Linked DNA regions of Gossypium hirsutum: region 2 is linked to region 1. A link is a contact called in public Hi-C data. All regions are on one chromosome and are shown on one strand. Each heading gives the region's core, a stretch centred on a gene start, on an enhancer-like site or on the middle of the called end of the contact. The rest is flanking DNA. Distances are from core to core; before and after follow the strand shown. Region 1 has its middle 5.9 kb from the start of LOC107954770. Region 2 holds the start of LOC107956194 (protein NRT1/ PTR FAMILY 6.4).

The links. A called contact is a pair of places that touch in the nucleus more often than the background predicts.
Region 2: a contact with region 1 is called in a Hi-C map of leaf, with 4 times the contacts expected there. The contact joins the promoter of LOC107956194 here to the enhancer-like site in region 1. A contact is called at or near these places in 16 of 34 Hi-C or Micro-C datasets (anther, callus, hypocotyl and 2 more).

The regions. Positions count from the first base shown.
Region 1 is chrD07:38,059,456-38,066,104 of Gossypium_hirsutum_v2.1, forward strand. No RefSeq gene overlaps it. Among protein-coding and RNA genes, the nearest start is that of LOC107954770, 5.9 kb to the left of the region's middle. Within about 2 kb of position 4,151, at least 2 of the 9 cell types and tissues checked have an H3K27ac peak or open chromatin away from gene starts, as enhancers often do. A contact at or near this core is called in hypocotyl and leaf, where this site is marked.
Region 2 is chrD07:38,109,231-38,115,879 of Gossypium_hirsutum_v2.1, forward strand. It overlaps LOC107956194 (protein NRT1/ PTR FAMILY 6.4), which reads left to right and starts at 2,371. Exons shown (of 5, transcript XM_041096596.1): 1 at 2,371-2,599; 2 at 2,704-2,824; 3 at 2,922-3,139; 4 at 3,250-3,797; 5 at 4,533-5,644. The coding sequence starts at 2,597. The coding sequence ends at 5,430.

The DNA.
Region 1 (6,649 bases), core at 2,901-5,400:
TTTAAAAACTCACCTAAAGCTTCATCGTTTCCACAACTTAGCTTTCTCAAACACTAAAGCTTCCATTCTCCTAACAGCTAAGCATTACAACTAAAATCTATTGGTTAAACTTGCATTTCATCTTAAAAGTTTAGACTTTCATAAGCATACAGAACCCTTAAATTAGTTCTAAAAATCCATGACCTCATTTACTTAGCCGTACAAATATTGAAGGTCTTAAAATCTTACCAACTTACTGGTTTACCAAATTTTCCAACTTAATCCTCATGAAGTTTTTTCCATGTAGAACCTTCCATGGCCTCATTTTCTTCAAAGCAACCGAAGAAGGTGGAGAAGAGAGAAAATGAAACATAATCGGGAAGAAAAATCATCATCGGGAAGCCATCTCTTAGCATTTATAGTCCTTCCTACTCTATTACTAACCTCATGAGAATCGTGCATTCACCATTATTATGTCTCCCATAATGGAACCGACTAGTTCCTTTTAAACTGAACCAAAATTGGATCTCAACCATGTCCAATTCAGTTTCTAACTTCTTTGTTTCTTCCAATAGAGGTCACCAACTTGCGGTCTCTTTCAATTTAGTCCTCCAATTATTTCAAGTTTTCGAGTTAACTGGAAATTGGGTGTTGCAGAACCTTTGAGATGTGACGTGAGATTCATTTCTATTACTACAGACTTATGGTAGACCCTTATCCATTCTATTCATTCTAATGGTTTAACAATCGAATCAAGTTGTTTGTTTTAAATAAGATTATATATATTGATAAGTGAAACAAAAGGATAATGAATTGATGCCTTATGTTAGTTATAAGGAAATTAGGAAAATGAAATGTTGCTACAAGAATGTTATTTGGTAACCTTTTAGATGAAATTTTGAGGACAAAATTTTCTTAATAAGGGGAAAGTTGTAACACCCTAAAATTATCGACTAGACATGTGACACTATTCGATAGCGAATATAATGAATTTTTGAGAAATTCGTCAAATAAATTAATTCTTATGAAAGTAAAGTGATTTTGGATATATGAATTAATGAAAAGAATTTTAGAAGAGAAAATGTAATGAAAGGACCAAATCACAAATTTCGAGAAGTTTAAGGACTAAAGTATAAAACTAACCAAAAATAAGAAAAAAATGAGTTATTACTGATTAGTTAACATAAGAATAAGATGAAATCTGTATTGGTATGATGAGAATCACATTAGGGACCAAACTAAAATAAATTCAAAAGCACATCGACTAAATTGTAAATTTACCAAATTTAATGGATAAAGGGGCGAAGAAGTAATTTTCACCATCCATAAATTCATATTAAAGGTTGTATGTGAATTTTGATATTTGGTTTTGTTAATTACCTACTATGGTGAAGAAATTGTGTTTAGAAGAATAAAAGGGACAAAAAGATAATTTTGCCCCAAAAGAACACTTTTGTCAATTCTCAAAATTTTTATAATAGAAATATTATTTACATGATAAATTTGATATATGGAATTTATTGGACCATTTGGATCATAATTTTGAAGAGTGGACCATAATTTATTTAACTTTGGACTTAGAAATTTTGTATGTGGGTTTTAGGCGCAACTATGAGATTTTAAAAGAGAAGAATGAGGGAAATCAACTACCAATTTAGCCATGGAAGCTGGTAATGCCTCCCCGTGGGATAGCTTACTCCCTTTTCTTTCTTTTCTTGTTTTCCTTCAATTTTTTCTTAAAAAATTCAACACTCTCCTTGATTTTTAATGAAATCATTTGGAAAACTTCCATCCAAATTCATTTCCTTCATCATTTTCATCAAATTTATGGTTCTTGAAAGAGAAAATGGAAGTTTCAAAATAGTAAGAAATGAAAATTTCCACCTCCCACTCGTTACGTACATCAAGACAGGAAAGGGGTGTTATAAGTACCTAGAGTCTACCAACACCTTTCCCCTTGGCAAGTGTCACTGCATTGTTTTGAGCTCTTTGAAGCTTGTATTTGATCATAAACATCTTTGATCACCTACGAAAAATTTCTAAATGATTTTAAGATGTTTTTAAATTCTTCAAAATTAGTTTGTATTGTTTCTAAGATTTTAATTAAATCTTTTTAAAGTTCTATTTCTTAAATGTTCTTGAGAGTTTGTTATGTATGTGTTCTAGTAACATCTCCTATCCATATTGGATGTCGAGACAGATAAGAGGTGCTATAATACAAATATATATAAATTTATGAAAAAAGATAATTTGTAAAATAAATATAAACTTGAAAAAATTATAAAAATTAAGACCATTTAAATTAAAGATATTTCTTATTAAAATTATTAGTTTTTAAAGAAATTATTAATTTTTAGATTTTTAATTTTTTTGCCATGTGTCGTGTTAAGAGAATGCCACGTGTCACCATTTGATTGACTATTAGTGCCACGTCAACACAAATTAAAAGAGTTAATATGAAAGTACCGAAGTGTGTCACAAAATACAAATTTAAGAATCAATTAGGTCCAAAAATAAATTAGGTACCAAATAGATACAATTGGACAAATTCAATAATCAAATATATATATTAACCCTTTTGCAAGATTTTCAAAATTAGATCAATAATCGAATCGGTCAAACCACTAATTTCTAATTCACTCACAATAAAATAGTAAAAATAACTCATTATGGTATTATTTAAAATAGATTAGATAGTTGACCATTTTGCACAATTTGAATGTCACAAAATATTTAAAATTTTATATTATTTTTTTAAAAAAATCTTTTAAAACTTTTTTTCACATATTTTTGGTGAACTATTCCATTAGGGACTTTAAATATAGGTTATTACTATTTTGGTCATCTCTAATTTTATTTTTTTTTGTTAATGTTGTCAGCCGAAAATAAAACTTGATCAAATTAGCCATTTCACTCTGTTAAATGGTAACAGAAGACTAATAGCACATTTCTACCTTAGTCACTCTAAAATTAGGATAAACTACCTGTCAATCATTCTAAATAGGGATCGTTCTTATTTTAATCATCTCGAAAGTTTTTCGTACAAATGAATCATTAGTCTTTCATTATTATTTAACGATGGAGTGACCAATTTGATCAATTTCTTTTCTTTTTGGTGACCAAATTAACAAAAAGAAAATTTGGGAGGACCAAAATAGGAACAACTCCTATTTAGAGTGACTAACGATATAGTTTAACCAATTTCCATATTCCATCTTCTTTCAAGTTTTGACTTCAGATTTTTTTCGTGAGTTTTCAAATTTTCTTCTTCATATTTTGTTTGAAACCTTTTTCTCACAACTCAAATCCGAAATTTTTAAACACTCTATTTTTATGTTTTTGTATTTAAAGTGTGCAAAGAATAGAGAGTGAACAAAGAGAAAGATGAAGCAAATTTGAAAATTCAATAAATTTGGGCTGTTCAAATGTTTAACAGAATCAACCAAGGCGGAAGAAATTAGAAGTTTTGGTTCGGGGCCAGGGGTATGATTGCTGCCTACTAGGGCTGCATTTATTTATTTTGTTTTATTTTTTGCTTGGATTGGGTTTAATAAATTGCAAGGGTTTGGGCTGGTTTTAAGGGATTTTAGTTGGACAAATGGTTTTTTTGTTTGGGCTAGAAAAATTTAGCCCAAAATTTAAAATAGCTAGAATAGTTTTATTAAGAAAATCAACAACAAAATTTAATCAAAATAGTTAAAGATGTCAATTATTTAGACTAATTAATGTCAGTGTGAAAATTGAAAACCAAATTATGTCAAATTAAAACATAAAAAAAAATAAATCTCAAATGTTATCATAATATAGGGATTAAAATTGAAACTTTATCAATATAATTATTAAAAAATAAATAAAAGGTGATTGAAACATGTGTCACAAGGAAGGTATAATACTTAAAAGTACTCATAACATCTTCTCAGCCTAAATAAGAAGACAAAACATGTTTCAATATGCTCAAACCCATATTTTTCTACCCTAATAATAATATCAATACCAATCGAACTAAAACTCAATTGACTTTAAATAATTTTTAACTTTGAGTTATTTTGGAATAATTTAGTTAATTGCTCTCCAATTTGTTTTATGATTGGCACGTAATTATCTTATCATATTTTATGGCAAAAGTACTATATTATAGTCAAATGCATAAAAAAAAGTTCTTACACGGTAATATATTATCGAGACTCTACGTGGGTACTGAGAGGATCTTCAATACTTATAGCAAAAGAATAAAAATTCTTCTATTCCATCCACAATACCAATTAAAAAAAATATTTCTTTTTGTTAGGGAATTGTTTTTATATATTAAAAGTAAACTCATTTTAATTTAACTTCTGGATAAGTCAAGATTATTTAATATTTTTAATTGATATTATAATTTTTGTAAGTGACCAAACACATCTTAACAAAATAAATAAATATATATTTAAAATTTGTCAAGCGATCAAAAACCTCCGCAATTAGAATTTGGTCCTAAATTTCTAAATCAAGGATTCAATTTCTGAACACAAATAGGGGCTAAAATTTTGAAATTGATAGCAAAATTAGACCAAGAAAAAATAAATGAAAATATGATATCATCGACGTATCTGTCAGAAGGGAAAGCGAGTGTTTGTTTTGACGTAGGAACCAACCAACTTCAATACGGAACCAAACAAGGATGTGGCATGCCGAGGTAGGGCTCGGCCCATGTGTTGCAAGTGTAACCCACCGATCCACGACAAAGGTGTTGCCACTTGCCCCCTCTAGTTTGTGTAGCTCCAAAATAACCCCACCAATTAGAGCTATGAAATTCATCCCTGGAAACTGGAAAAGCAAGCATTGATTCATCTCAATTCCTCTTCAAATTTCAATAATAATAATATACGGAGCGTTTTGGATGAAATATGGCTTTGCCGAAGTTTTATTTAAATGGGATAACCACCTCTTTATTAGAGGTGATCATGGGCCGGGCGGCCCGCCCGAAATATGAGAGGGTTTGGGTAAAAATATAGGCCTGAAATATGGGCTTGGGCAAAAAAACGAGACCTATTTAAAAAACGGGTCGGGCCTCGGGCACCACTTTTTCGATCTGGGCCCGGCCCGACCCGATATAATAAATATATTTATTTTTTTAATTTTAAAATATTTTTACATACTTTTTTAATTTTTTTTAATTTTAAAATCTTTTTAAAATATATTTTTTAATTTTTAAATTTTAAAATATTTTTAAAATACTTTTTTTTAATTTTTTTATTTTTAAAATATTTTTTTAATTTTTTAAAATTTTTAAAATAAAAATGGGCCGGGCTGGGCCAGGCTCGGGCTTATGATTTTTTTCTCGGGCCGGGCATGGGCAAAATCTTAGGCCCATATTTCGGGCCGGGCCGGGCTCGGGCCTAGGACCCGGGCCGAAATTTTTTATGGGCCCGGCCCGAACCTGGCCCATGAGCACCTCTACTCTTTATCAAATCAAATCTATACTATTTATTAAATATTTTATTAAATTTATGTCATTTTCAATCGAGATATCAACACGGTTAAGAAAATTATGAAAACGCTATTTCATAATTAAATTAAGTTATATTATTTGAGGATATTTTTAATTTTTATTTAAAAAAGAATAAAAATATATTCATATAATGATATTTGAATCGAAACCAATTGCGTTAGTAAAACTATTAATTTACAACTCAACTAAAGTTTTATTTTAATATTTTATAGACTTTAGTTTTTATTATGCACACTTTATTACCTCTATCAATTATACACCTATACTATTATAAGTTTCTGACTGAGTTGGTGTCACGAGTCAATCAAACGCCAACTCAGTTAGAAGAATTAGAGAAACGTCATTCTATAATTAAAATAAGTTACAATATTCGAGGGTATTTTAGTCATTTTACTTTTAAAATACCAGTAAAAAATTATTCTTGGTTGGATTTGAACCCACGACAATTGCATTAATAAAAATTTTAATTTATCACTCAATTAAAACTTTATTTTAATACTTTCGTACATTTTAATTTTATTATACATATTTTATTACCTCCATCAATTTTATATATTATATTAATAATAACGTACTTAATCGAGTTGATATCATAAGTTAACTCAACACCAACTCAAGATTGACGATAATACCATGATAAACAATTTAATCTAATCTTTTTAATTTAATATCGTATATATTTTGAGTGATATTATTAATTAGTTTCAAACCATATATTTCATTATTTATTTTATATTATTTTTAAACACACATTTGTGTTCTAAATTTATTATTTTCACACGCATATGCATGTGATAGAATTTCTAGTATTGATAATTCAATTTAAAATTTTAATTTCTTTATTAAATAAAAATTGCATTTTTGGTTCCTCTTAGTGACAATTATAGTGAGAACTCTTAAAATGAGAATAATGATAACCAAATTATTTCTAACCCTAGATCAAAATAAATAAACCTAAGTCTTAGATTTAAGATTTAATCCATTTCACTAAAATAAATAGCACAACACCTAATCTTTCTCATTTTTTTTTCTTTTTCACAGTGAAATACAAGTTTTAGGCTTAAAAAAATTGGATAAAATTTTTAAGCCAAAAAATTGGAAGCAGATTTACAACATAATTAAACAATTTGAGTATTTGCTATTTGTCTTTCTTTCCTTAAAAAAATTGTAGAGCATTTC
Region 2 (6,649 bases), core at 1,121-3,620, 48 kb after region 1:
AAACTATAACCAGAATTACAATCGTACATTGTTAGTTCTTGTTTGATAAAATTTGTGCCAATGACTAAATGTAATTATCTCTTAACTTGATTCTTGTAAAATTCCTGTGTCTCAATCGAACTGAAAAGGATATATATATATATATTTAAACATCTGGAAAAAAAAATTCATGAAAAGAAGAGTTTAGTTATATAAAAAAGGACATTCCTAAACAAAAGATTCATTAATTTCTTGTTATTAGTAGGAACTATGGCAAACCTAGAGGAAAGCTAACCTTTGACCTAATTCCCACCGGTGACATCCAACAAGATCCACCACTTATTGATGGCCAACCCAGATTTGTTTAAAGGAAAATTTTAGGGTCATTTGGTATTTTTCTTTTCTTTTCGTATATTTGATTTTTTTAATACATATGTTTTTATTTGATTTTTTTATAATATTTTCATTTTTAAATCATTTTTATAATTTGTTATCGAATTTTTTTAATTTATTTTGGAATATTTTTTAGAATTATAACTAAATTAACAAATTTTATAAATGTTGAGGACTAAATATTTTAGATTTTTTTAAAAAATAGAATTGAAATGATAAATTTTTTAAACATTGAGGTTTTTGAATTTTTTAGATTTAAGATCTAATTGATTGAATGTGTAAATATTGAATGGCTATATGTTAATAAAAAGATCCACATTAGAATTCTGTTAGAGGTGTTTATGGACCGGGTTCAAGTTGGGTCTAAGTATGGTATTAACATACTTTATACTTGTCTAAGTCTGGTTCAACTCGAAATTTGAGTCTAAAATTTTGCCCAAACCCACTAATATTTGTAAAAGACTAACCCAAACCAATTTTAGGTCTACTCATATTATTTTTAAATTTTTAAAAAAATATATTTATATTATATCATTTTAATATTTTATAATTTTATAATTTTTTATATAGCCATCTTAACATTATTTTAATGTTTACATTAGAGTAGTATTATATATTTAATATAGATTTACTTTTTTTAATGTGTTCTAAATTACATAATATATAAAAGTAACATAATATAAAATATTATAAACTTAAAACAGGTCAGGCTGGACTAGGCTCGGACCTTGAATGTTCAAACCCGAGCTCAGTCCATATTTTAAACGGGCCTAATTTTTTTACTCAAATTCATTTTTCGAGCTTAATATTTTTATTCAAATCCTCTCGAATTTCAGCGAACCTTCAGGTATAGATAAATAGCCCGACCCATAAACAGTTCTAAATTCTGTTATTGAACTAATTACAACGAAAATGTGGATATATAATTAATTTTAAAAAATTGAATGAGCAAATAAAAAACTATAATTATATGATGAAAATAAAAGCAAGACTATACTCATAATTTACCATGCTGAATATAATCTTCCAGGGAATATAATGTCAAATATTTGATTGCATTTTAAAAAGTGTATAGTTCTAATATGGTTAAATTAATAACGTGAAAACCTGTGGAAAGGCAAGAAAGATGTATTAAATTGCAGATGTATGGGAGTGGCAACCTCCATTGAACTAAAATTCTTTGTATTTAATAAATCCAATTGATCTTTCCAAGATTGAAAATTTGGTTAAAAGCAAGCAAAAATGCGATGGAAGGTTGCTAAACACTACATGACGTGACAATCAAACGGTCCAGAGTTTATCATCGATATAACCCTACATGACATGACAACACCATAAATGATGACCTTTGCAATTACAAATTATGGTACTAAAAGATAAGAATCCGTCTAGGGAAAACTGATATTATCAAACTAAATTTTTGATTTAATAGATTAAAATTTTAGTTTTTGATTTTACGAAGAGTTTGAGTGTTAGATGTGATAGGTTGAACATAATTAGAGAACTATTAAATTAGATCATGACGCACGGTTAACTATTAAAGAAATGTGTATTTGTGTAAATGAAAATTTGAGAAAAAATGTTGTATGGCGTTTTATAGGTAATTATACCATCACTTGAGTTAACTAATACAAAAATAAGGGGTATTCAAATTTTCGAGAGATAAAACCTTAACAAAAGATAATATTATTCCATTAAGGGGTTTATCAATTCCAAACATATAACACTTTAAAAGTTTCTTTTTTTTAACAAAATTTAATACAAATATTTTAAAAAATTCAATATTGTAAGAGAAAACTTACCTCAGAATTCTAATAAATAATGACTCCTTTTTACTACGACATTCTCTCCTATTCCAACCATTTTTTTATTATGCTCAATCCTAAATTGATACTACCTCAAAGTCTATTCTGATACTTGATACCACGCTTCTAACCTGCAAGTTAAATGAAAATGTAAAGGTAAAACTATACACAATCCTCTTAGATGCATCAACACAGGATGATAATAACACCAAAAAGACCACATTGTACAAAAATTTTAAACCTCTCTCCCGACCACAAGTTGGGGGAAACTCGGAAGATACAGCTAGTGGGTACCCAGGCCCTTATCATGCATTCCCCACCCCCAATCATGCACTTCTCCCCTGCTGTTTCCCCCTCATAACATATTTGGAGCTAAACATTACTATTTTCCTCTCTCTCTCTTGCGCGCAGTTAAAATCATGGTATGGTATACATTCTATAAAGTTATTATTAGCATGTTTGAATATAATTGATCATATGATGAATAGTTTCTTTGTTGCCTGGATTTTGCTTTGGATGCTCATAGGTTTTGGTTGAAAGCCATGGTGAGAAAGATGATTCAAATGAGGGAACCGTGGTTGATTTCCGGGGGAATCCGGTGGACAAGTCGAAAACCGGTGGATGGCTCGCTGCAGGGCTCATCTTAGGTGTTTCACGATGAATTTCAGAAGCTTAAAAGTGCGGTGTACCTTGGTCCCCATCTTTCTTCTTTTGCTAATATGAAGGGAAATTTTTGGTGTGCAGGATCTGAGCTCTCTGAGAGGATATGTGTGATGGGCATATCTATGAATTTGGTGACGTACTTAGTTGGAGATTTGCATATCTCAGCAGCAAAATCCGCAACTATCGTTACCAACTTCATGGGCGCTCTTAATCTGCTTGGTCTCCTCGGAGGTTTCTTAGCCGATGCCAAACTCGGCCGATACTTGACTGTGGCACTTTCTGCATCCATAACTGCTCTGGTCAGGTTTCCCTTACCGATAATAAGAAATAAAAAAGTTGATATCTTTACGTCTACGTCTTTGCAAACAAATATAACTTTTTTTTGGCTGCCATCTCATCTTAAACTCAGGGAGTGATTTTATTGACACTGGCTACGACAATTCCCAGCATGAGGCCTCCTTACTGTGATGACTACAGAAGGAAGCATCACGAGTGCATCGAGGCAAACGGCCGGCAACTGGCTTTGCTGTATGCGGCACTGTACACAACAGCACTTGGTGGTGGGGGAATAAAGTCTAATGTCTCGGGTTTTGGGTCGGATCAGTTCGACGTGGGAGACCCCAAGGAGGAGAAGGCTATGATTTTCTTCTTCAATAGGTTCTATTTCGGCATCAGCCTGGGGTCATTGTTTGCGGTGATTGTGCTGGTGTATATACAAGACAATGTAGGAAGAGGGTGGGGATACGGGATTTCAGCAGTAACAATGGTGATTGCGGTAGCGGTTTTGATTTGTGGGACTCCATGGTACAGGTTCAAAAAGCCTCAGGGGAGCCCTTTAACTATCGTATGGAGGGTTCTATTATTGGCATTGAAGAAGAAAAAACAGCCTTATCCTTCCCACCCCAGCCTCTTGAACGATTACGACAACCGAAAGGTTCCCTACACGCCAAGATTCAAGTAAGTCCGATCCCATTTGGTTTTCATGCCACATCTTTGTTTTCACAACAGTTGCAAATTAATTGCAGAGTTTTGGTTTGATTTTCACTTGCATCAGATTCAAAACCCAAACTTAAATTTCATTTTTATTCGCAAAACTTTTCTCTGATTCAAGAACATCAAACCATTTTAATTCTAAATTGAGCTAGTGTAAAGCTATTTTTATACAAATTGAAGGATTTTGCTTCATTGTCAGTTCATATGTTGCTCCAACCCTCATATGATTAGATATGGGTTTGAGGATCAAACCTTCCAAGTAGATTATTAAAAAATAAAAAAAATCGTATCTATGTAGACACATAATCTAACATTCGTAGCCCAATATGCGTAACATAGTTCATACACAACAGATATTAAAAAGAAAAATAAATAGTAAAAGGTAGGGCCCCGCAAAGAAAGGCAGAGGGAAAGGAAATCTTCTAACTTGATCATGAAATGCAACTAAAATCAGATATCTAACCCTTTCCCATCAGTGTCTAGCCATTCATTTTGCCTTAAAGCAACTCCCTGCTCCTAACAGATTCTTTTGGTTCATGCTGAAGAGATTCTACCTAATTTTTAGATTTATGCATTAGTAGAATCCGTTCCAAGTTTCCCTGACCATGTTTGCATCAAGAGCCAAAAGAATTAATTGACTAATTACGTATTTGCCAGAAAAGTAACCAAATTTGATTTCAATTTGCTTGTGATGACTAGGTTTCTGGACAAGGCTGCAATCCTAGACGACAACTGTGCTGCCAACGCAGAAAAAAATAACCCATGGCTAGTATCAACTGTGACCCATGTGGAAGAAGTAAAAATGGTGATAAAATTACTCCCCATTTGGTCTACGTGTATACTCTTCTGGACAATCTACTCCCAGATGACTACATTTACAGTTGAGCAAGCCACCATCATGCACCGCAAAATTGGCTCTTTCGTAATCCCCGCAGGATCTTTCTCCGCTTTTCTCATTATCAGCATTCTCCTCTTCACTTCCCTAAATGAAAAATTTTTCGTTCCCTTGGCTCGAAAAATCACCCATAATCCCCAGGGAATCACTAGCCTCCAGAGGATTGGGATTGGACTAGTTTTTTCGGTAGCTGCTATGGTAGGGGCTGCTATTATTGAGAAAGAGAGGAGGGAAATTGCTGTAGAGAAAGAAGTCAAAATAAGTGCTTTTTGGCTACTTGTTCAGTTCTTCCTTGTTGGTGCTGGGGAGGCTTTTGCTTATGTTGGACAACTTGAGTTCTTTATTAGAGAGGCACCAGACCGGATGAAATCCATGAGCACAGGGCTTTTCCTGAGCACCATTTCAATGGGGTTCTTTGTGAGCAGTTTGCTGGTGTCTATCGTCGACCATGTAACCAACAGGAACTGGCTTAGGAATAATTTGAATAAAGGAAAGTTAAATAACTTCTATTGGTTACTTGCAGTCTTAGGATTCTTGAATTTCTTGGTTTTTCTAATCTTTGCATCAAGACATCAGTACAAGATGCAGCTGCCTGTAGAGCCCGAGTCTGGAGAGAAGGAACTTAAGGGCTTGAATGGCGAAACCATACAAGACATGGAGAAGAAAGCAAGTCTTCAGGCAGTGGGAGAAGTAGAGCCATAGCCTATGTGTACCTTTAAGAGGGTTGTATGAATCGTTAGACTGATATAGTATACTCGTTATTTTGGCTTGTTAAAAGGAATAGGCTCATATCTATCTGTCATGGGTAATTTGTAAGGTGATTATTCCATTGTTCTTTCTTATACTTCTTATCAAGCTGTGTAACATTATAGGGGACATTTTTACTTATCTTGCTCAATAAAGACGTGTTTAATTAGATCTGATCTTCATTTTCTCCCACAAATCTAGAGTTGGATGACATATCATGCATCCACTGTTTGTGACTTCAACGATCAATCAGACATATGATGAGTTTAAAAATGTCGGGTTCGAGGAAATTAGCAACCGAAGAGTGAGTCTTTAATGCCAATACGTTGAGGAAACATAGCACCGAACTAGTGTTGGACGAAACACAATAAGGAAGTTGAAAGCTGACCCCTAAAGAATCCCATAAATTGTTAAAAAGGGTCATATAGTAGGTTTAGATGGTTATGACCTATAGGGAAACATATAACTACACGATCCTCCATATCTGACCAAACACATCCACTTTGTATTAATCTAATAACCCTTTTCTTAGTACATTTGAACCCTTGTTGGATCGAGTTTCAAAGTCCTCTCCTATCCATAAATAGGGGTGTAAATGAACCGGGCTCAAACGGACAAGACTATGTTCGTGTTCATTTGTTTATTTTTTAAGTTGTTCGTATTCGGTTCGTGTTCGTTTAAATTTTTAATATCATGTTCGAACTCGGTTCGTTTATTATTTGGTGTGTTCAGGCTCAATTCATTTAGCGTTCGCGAACATGTTCATTTAACATTCGCAAACATGTTTGTTTATATGTTCGCGATTATGTTTGTTTATATATATATTTCCTATTGATAATATTTTACAACCAGATCCTAGTCACTTCTACAAAAAGCTATAGAACTTACATATACCTCCGAAAATAAAAACTACAATTTGGAGGCTATCATGGAATTATATGCCTACTTTAGCTAATCTAAGCTACAAAAGAATAGCAGTGAATACTCAATGTCCGAGGTGTTGTACTTCTGTGGAGGACTCTATCCATACATTTCGGGACTACCCTATTACAGTGAAGACATGGCTCAATTTGAATCTCTCATAGATATTAAATAATTTGGATAGTAACTCTTGGGATTGGATTACCTAGGTTTTTTGAACTACCACCATTGAGTTACTATATACGAGCACATT